Regions from separate parts of the Hordeum vulgare genome. Here region 1 is linked to region 2. The links are chromatin contacts, called in public Hi-C maps. All regions are on one chromosome and are shown on one strand. Each heading gives the region's core, a stretch centred on a gene start, on an enhancer-like site or on the middle of the called end of the contact. The rest is flanking DNA. Distances are from core to core; before and after follow the strand shown.

The links. Hi-C and Micro-C count contacts between places; a contact is called where the count stands out from the background.
Region 1: a Hi-C map of leaf shows a contact between it and region 2, with 8 times the contacts expected there. The contact joins two enhancer-like sites. A contact is called at or near these places in 1 of 6 Hi-C or Micro-C datasets (leaf) and 1 of 1 datasets of contacts at active chromatin or transcription factors (embryo).

What each region holds. Positions count from the first base shown.
Region 1 is chr3H:114,337,579-114,341,334 of MorexV3_pseudomolecules_assembly, forward strand. It overlaps the pseudogene LOC123439639. Among protein-coding and RNA genes, the nearest start is that of LOC123439638, 160 kb to the left of the region's middle. Within about 2 kb of position 2,408, at least 1 of the 3 cell types and tissues checked has open chromatin away from gene starts, as enhancers often do. A contact at or near this core is called in leaf, where this site is marked.
Region 2 is chr3H:114,178,136-114,182,270 of MorexV3_pseudomolecules_assembly, forward strand. No RefSeq gene overlaps it. Among protein-coding and RNA genes, the nearest start is that of LOC123439638, 5.5 kb to the left of the region's middle. Within about 2 kb of position 2,531, at least 2 of the 3 cell types and tissues checked have open chromatin away from gene starts, as enhancers often do. A contact at or near this core is called in leaf, where this site is marked.

The sequences.
Region 1 (3,756 bases), core at 1,158-3,657, 160 kb after region 2:
GTTCAACATTTTTTAAATGCATGATCTAATTTTTTAATACATGGTAAACATTTTTTCTATACACATTTCATATTTTTCAAATGCTTGATTAAAAATTTCAAACATTTGTTAAACATTTTTGGAAATTCTTGATTATAGTTATACACACGATCAAATTTTGTCATCATTTTTAATACTTGGTTAACATTTTTTTCTATATACATCTGGTATTTTCGAAATTCTTGATTAACATTTTTAAAACATTTGTTTAACATTTTTTTTCTAATTATTGATTATGATTTTAAAATACTTTATCATTTTTTTAATAAAACTTTTATTTTTGAATATTTTTTTATACACATTTAACATTTTTAAATGATTAGTCAACATTTTCAATTATTTTAAGTAGAGTGATTTTTGTAATATATTTATTTATAGGAAATTGAGTATATAGAAAGTAAAAAAGATAGCAAAATGAAAATAAAAACCATGGAAAACAAAATAAAATAAAAAATGAGGCTGTAAATTTTTACGCGCCTGGCCGACCCAACTTGCGGCACCGTTCAGCGTGGGTTTGTACTGTGTCGTTCAATGCGAGACATAAGGGTAACAACTCCCTATGTTGCTTTGGGCCCCACATGCCGCTTTCTTGTGCAACCTTAGATCAACTACAATCAGATCCCTTAAGCCCTCCTTAAACGTCTGGGTTGTTCGTCCGATCAGTGCCCGGTCATAAAAACTCAATCCAGATAGGCCTTTTAGACCGGGTCTCAAACGCCTGAGCTAACCGACAACCCTCATTTCCAGCCTAAATACGGGATGCATATGGGGGAGCCTGGGCGCGCAACACGTGGGCGGCGATGGAGCTACAGTGCAGCGTATGTGGCACGACATGCTGGGGCAGTGGAGCTGCAGTGCAACACGTCGGTGGACGGCGGAGCTGCGGTGCAGCGGGGGTGTCGCTGCATGCCGGCCGGTGGAGCGCAGAGCAACACACCGATGGTCGACGGAGCTGCAGTGCAAAGGGCAGTTCATGGATAGAGGACGCGTCTGCCGCTTTGTCATCTTTCTACGTTGATCAATCGGACGATTCGCGAGGGTCTCATCCAACGACCCAAGACGTGACTGATGTTTTCAAAAAATCAACCAGGATGGTATTGACTTTCATACAGGTGCTGCATGGCTGTCGTCAGCTCGGTTGATTTGTAGCAACTTTTTTTTAGCGGTCGCTCCTTTTTATGTTGTTTTACCGGAGACAATCCTTCTTTTTCAAATACAAAACTCGTTTTTTATGTTTTTTAAGGAATTCATTTTTACGATGTGATTACTCGTGGGGATGCTTAAGAAAGCTCGGCCCGACCCAGCTAAATACTCCCTCCGTTCGGAAATACTTGTCCTAAAAATGTATAAAGTGGATGTATCTATAATTAAAATAAGTCTAGATACATCTATTTCTAGGACAAGTATTTTCGGACGAAGGGAGTAATAGCTATCACGAGATGTATAGGGTCTCCTTCCGGTCAAAATACTGGTGGAAAATAGGGGGAAATTTATTGATTTGTCTCATTTTACAAGGAGTTACTCCGTAGATGATTTCTTTCATGGTTATCCCAATGATTAGTGGACCCGGCTCCACCCGGCAGCCTTTCATGAGGGTATAATTATCAAATTGAAAAGTAATAAAGTGGATAAAACATCTAATTTCTCGGAAAATAAAATAGGAATCCCGCCGCCGCCGCCCCCCATCCCATCCCCACGCCCAGCCACCCTACCCCAAGTAACCCCCCATCGCCGGAGGCCGGAGAGAAAGAGCAAGTGCGTCTGCCGTCGCTCCTTCCCTCGCCGCCAAAGCCCCCATCGCCAGAGCCCGGAGGCCGGAGAGAAAGAGCAAGTTCGTCTGCCGACATGCATGGCAAGCCTCTCCGCCGAATCGGCGAATATTGTCCTGATGGTGTTACGCGTCAGAGCGTTATGCAGGACATATGCATCTTGCTAGATCGCATCCACGGATTCTACGAGTCGGCGCTCGATCGGCTGCCGGCGGAGAGTATACCCTCGCTGACCACGCGCCTGCTCAAGGCCGGCGTTTGCTTCGGTTTCCTTGACCCGGTCTCCAACATCATCGCCAACACCATCTCCTACACGCCAAGCTCCGAGGACGAAATGGAGGAAGAAGAGGAAATCATCTCTAAGGTGAGGACCAACACAAAAGATGGACGAATCTTTCAGATGCCGCTGTCCCCAGACAGTGTCGACTCCATGACCGTGGCACGGCGGTCGCTGGAGGGTCTTGTCAGCTTCCTTTGCTTTCAGTACCGTTACTTGGAGAAAAGAGAAGCACTGCGCTACCTGCGCCTGGCCGGATGCGACCTCCCCGGCGCTGTAGGGTTCATCGAGCAAGACCGTAACAGGAGCCCCGACGAGCCCGTGTTCAGTATCATCTCACCTACCACCAAAATAGCCCTGGAGTGTGCTGCCCGGCCTGTCCGCGAGGCATCCCAAACCAGCCGTCCTGGTGGGCGTCTCGCTGTCATTGATGTCTCCGCCGGTCAAGGTGTCCAAGATTCTTGGGGCACGATGCTGCTTACCCCCTGCAGCTGTCAAGCTCCTTGCCAGGCTGCTCAGGGCCTCGATTTCTCTTGGTGCCGATAGAAAGAAGAAGAGAAAGAGGGGTGAGCTGACACCCAGGAACACAGAATCTGTGGAGTGGAAGCCGGGTATGCATGGAACATTCAGACATACACAGACTTTGAAGCTACTGCTCCTCGGCAAGATCCATGGTTTCTACCTAGAGGCACTCGCCCGGCTGCCTAGGGATGGCCTACGCAAGCTTCATTACTGCAGCCTCATCAAGGGCGGCTACTGCTATGGCCCCATGGATCCTGTCTCGAACATCATCTTCAACACCATTTGGTATGGCACTGCATTCCCCATGCACCAAGATTTCGAGTTTGACTTTCAGGTGGACATGATATGCACAAGGACCCTTATGCGCATTGAGTGCTGCTCCCTCTATGGCATCGTCGCCTTCCTCCGTGCTCGCTTCAGTTCTCTCTCGGAGCATGATGCTCTCTGGCACCTTCTTTTGGCCAATGTGAACTTACGGTTAGCCATGGAGATGGTAGAACAGTCTGGTTTCCTTATCGGCGGTACTGACCTTGATGCCTATAAGAAAGCTGCGGTTGATTCATGGCACTCTGACCCTGATGCACTAGTGAAATTCACCACATTGTCCCTGGACATTGAGCCCACCAAGTTGTCGCATATGCTGACTCAAACACTTAATGACTCCACAGTTGAGCACCTCGCTATGCTTGTGTCCAAATCTTCATCTACTAAGTCAAAGGAGCACACTCTGTTACTGAATGAAGTATCGTCATGCTCAGAGATCTTAAACGAAAACCAGAAAAAATTAATTCCAGCAATTCGAAGAAAATTTAAGGCTGACCAAGATTTCTATGTCAGAAAGGTCAATGCTGCACTGAATAAATTTTCTCAGCAGAAAGGGGTTGGTACATTTGCTTCTTTTCTTTATCCATTTATTTAAATGTGTAACAGGATTCAAAGTGATCCACAATCATTTATGCTGCCATGTTAGGTGGACTATGAACTTCATATTATCTGCGGTGTGAATCCCAAGGTAACTGAAGGTTCAACTGCTTTTCTGTTCAAGAAGAGGTTCAAATATGAGTACTTCCATATCAACTTCTTGGCAGCACCAAAGGGATCAGATACTGCTACCACACCTCGTGAATTGTTCTTCGCTGAGTGTACCAA
Region 2 (4,135 bases), core at 1,281-3,780:
ACTCGACGATAGACTTTGGATCATGATCAGTGATAAGGATATCTGCAATCTTTTCAGCAAAATATATGTCGACAGTCGTAGACTTGCGGTCAAATGATTCTCCAGAATCAACATAGTTGATGGAAATTTCTTGCACCCCTAGAGACTCTTCGTTATTTCCCAATACGATTGAGTCTAGGTGTTCCGATGTTCCAGCTAGTTTGTGCACACTGGAGCTGGGTTGTGAAGGTTGCCCTTCCACTGGGTGTAAACTACCCATAAGGTGTTCATCAACGTTGAGTTGACTTGCATTTACTGATTTTGAAGATTTTCTCCTCTCTCTCCTTTGCTGCTTGCGAAAAGCAGGTTCCGGGTCAGAGGCCGTACTACTCCCTCTCTTTTTAGGAACAGGGAGTTGAGTGGTTTTAGTTGGTACCTCCACTCTTTCGAGCGCATTCCTGGCTGGAATCAAGGATTTTGTAACACCTTTTAGATCAGTAAATGAATATGGCAGATTATTTGCAAGATGTTGCAAATTGATAATTTTCCGAACTTGTAGTTCGGTCTCTTGAGTACGTGGATCAGAGGTTGAAATGGCAATGGCATTCCAATCAATTTCCGGGCATTCTTTCTGGTACTTGAAATCTCCCCCTAATGCCGCAAAATGTTCCTCGTCAAAAATGCAATCAGCGTGACGGGCTGTGAATAGATCTCCAGTAAGGGGTTCCAGGTACTTGATAATCGACGGTGATTTGTACCCCACATAGATCCCAAGTTTCCTGTGTGGGTCCATGGATGTCCGCTGTGGTGGTGAGATTGGGACGTACGTAGCACATCCGAACTTACGCAGATGGGAAATGCTGGGAGGATTTCCACGTACCAATTGCAGAGGGGAAGTACTGTGATATGCAGTAGGTCGCAATTGGATTAAGTCAGCGGCGTGTAAAATTGCATGACCCCAACACGAAGTTGGCAAGCTGCAATTCATTAACAAAGGTCTTGCAATGAGTTTGATCCTTTTAATTAGAGATTCGGCCAAACCATTTTAAGTATGGACGTATGGGACAGAGTGCTGAACTTCTATCCCCAAGGCCATGCAATAGTCATTGAAAGCACGTGAAGAGAATTCTGCAGCATTGTCCATGCGAATTGATTTAATCCGACTTTCTGGATAATGGGCCTGTAACTTAATTACTTCCCGCATTATCTTGGGAAATGCATGGTTTCGTGTGGATAGAAGGCACACGTGTGACCATCGTGTAGATGCATCAATCAGAACCATGAAATACCGAAATGGTCCAGATAATGGTTGGATAGGACCACAAATGTCACCTTGAATGCGTTCAAGGAACTGAAGTGGTTCAGCTTGTATTTTAAGGTTGATGGCCTCAGAATTAGTTTCCCTGTGGCGCAGGATGCGCACACAAAGTCTGATGACTGAGGAAACTTTGACTCAAGCAAATTATGACCAATTGAATTGCTAGTAATTTTCCTCATCATCCCAACACTGGGGTGACCAAGGCGATCATGCCAAGTTTGAAATGCATTAACATTCTGAAAAATTACCTTGTAAGCAACATGTTCTACGGGCTTGATGTACGTACAGTACAGTCCGGACGATAGCGAAGGAATTTTTTCAAGTACTTGCTTGCCATATCCGTAATCTTTTGTAAAGAGTAGAAACTCTTCGTTGTTGTCATCATGAGTTTCAATGTGAAAACCATTTTTACGGATATCTCGAAAACTGATGAGGGTACGGGATGAATCGGGATACAGCAAGGCATCCTCAATTGTCACTTGTGTACCACCTGGGAGGGTAAATATGGCACGTCCAGTGCCAACAATTACTGTATCGCGTCCAGCGATTGTCAAAATATCTTCATTCATCTTTTTCAGAGTCTGAAAATATTTCAACTACTTCAGTATGGAGTTTGTGGTAGCACTGTCCACAAGGCATAATTCCTCTTTCATCGGATTGTCCCCGTAGAAAGCTTTTCTTTCTTCCTGTCTATCTCCTCGATCTCGTCGAAAGCGCTCTGGAAGAGCAGTGGTGATAACGTGTTGTAATCTAAACGAGAGGGAGATGCAAATGAATCAACTGTATGTTTTATTCCTTGATGATGAACACTTATATGCCAGGGGAAAGGCGGTTCCTGAAGGCGACGCTTCAGGAAGGATATGTCGGTTCCGCATCGTGGGAGGGATCCACGTGCGGTTACAAGTACTCCCTTTGTCTAGGTGTATAGGGCATACGCGTAGTTCTAGATTGTTAATTTAACTATTTAAATATGTATTATATGTAATAAATAACATACCATTAGATTCATGTGGGGATGTAGTTCCTGAATATATAATTTTTATCGCATATAATATATATTAAATTAGTTAAATTGATAACCTAGAACTAAACGCATGCCCTATATACTTGGACGGAGGTAGTAGAAATTACTTAACTAATTACATAATTAATTAAATTCTAACACAACCAGTCCTGGGCATACGGCCATGTCTGCCACGTCGACATAGAGGCCCCGCAGTAAAAACAAGTCGATCGTCTCCCCTGGTCAAAATCCCCAAATCGCAATCCACCCCACTCCCGCATCCTCACACCCCCGCATCGAGAACGATGGGTGCCGCCAGCGCGAGCGCGACGGACAGTTCGGTCAACGGCGACGGCGGCTGCATCAGCGCCTCTTCACTTCCCATCGCGCCTCTCCCTCCCATCATCGGTGGCATCCCAGTCGCCCTTGTCCCCTCCCGTCGCGCCCGGTGTCCGGAGGCGCAGCTTGCTTCGGCAATGGTTTCAGCAGGGATTGTGGCGGCGGGGAGAACCATGTCTCCGTCTGGTGACGGGGCAACTGCTCCTCACGCAGACGCCCTCCATGGTTGTGATGGAGGAGACAGGCAGGTGCTGATGGCGACGGTGGTCGGAGATGGCAGTGATGTGGTGACGTCGGACGCACACCTGGTCGTCATCAAGCGTCCTTCCGTCCGAAGTGTGCATCCAGGTCGCGTGCCCACTTCATGACCTGTGGCTGTGTTTGTGAACTCCAGAGAAGTGCACCTGTGTTCTGTAGGTGTCCGTGAAATTGAAGTGTTTCCACTAGTGGATCCAGTTCAATCGTTGGAGCTGAGCAATTGACGCGATGTGAAGGTCGCAGTTCATACATAGTAATACATATTCACTCTTGTTCTGGGCAAGGTTGTTTGATGTTAGTGCCACTTCTTGCTACAGTTATGAACACCATTAAATGTCTTCACCATAACTGAAATGGTCCTATTGTCCAAAGATGCATACATATACCAGGGGCATCCATGCTCTGTACACTTAGCTCCAAGCCTTGTTCGGTCAATCTTCGGAAATGTGATGTCCACTCTCTCCGTAACACCATTTCTCCAATTCCCATTCTGAGAAGATCAACCGATGAGAACAACTGCCCCACATGAAATTTAGGGTCATGCATATCTTCTGGTGAAAAGGCTTTGAAATTGAACTTCATTTCATATTCATCTGAATCTGGAGCTTCTTGTTTTTCATCTGCAGCGTTACAATCTTCTACAACCTGCTTGCCTTTCTTGTCACTGACATAACACAATTGATCTTGCGCGAGTCCTCATCCCAGCCTCCATGTCAAAGTCATTGTCCACTATTTCCGACAAATAGTCACTATCATCAGAATCATCATCATTGTGCCAATCCTCTTTTTCACCAGTTTCGTCCTTCTTTCCTCTTGGCCTAACCCTAACTCCCACTTGTTCATTGCTTTCAAGTTCAATGTTTGCAATCCCGTCGTTATCCTCAACATAACTGCAATCGGTTGTGCTTTCCTGTTTAATAATAACAGTGCCAATGCTTGCCATCTTAGGACCGAAAACAAGTGGTAGCTAAGCTATGGGATTAGCAATTGCATCATCACAATCTATTCCTCCATCATCATTGTAGCTATCCTCATGATCCACATAAAACAATAAGAATCTGTTCCCATTCTTTACCACTCTCACAATGCTCTCTATTTCTTCATCATTTGATAGCAACCTGGCACCATCTTCATTCAGTTGACACCTAGGCAGCAACCATTATAGATGAATCCTGCGAACAGTTTCATAATCTATGGCCTCTATCAAATCATCACTCGTGCATCGATGTGTTATACAA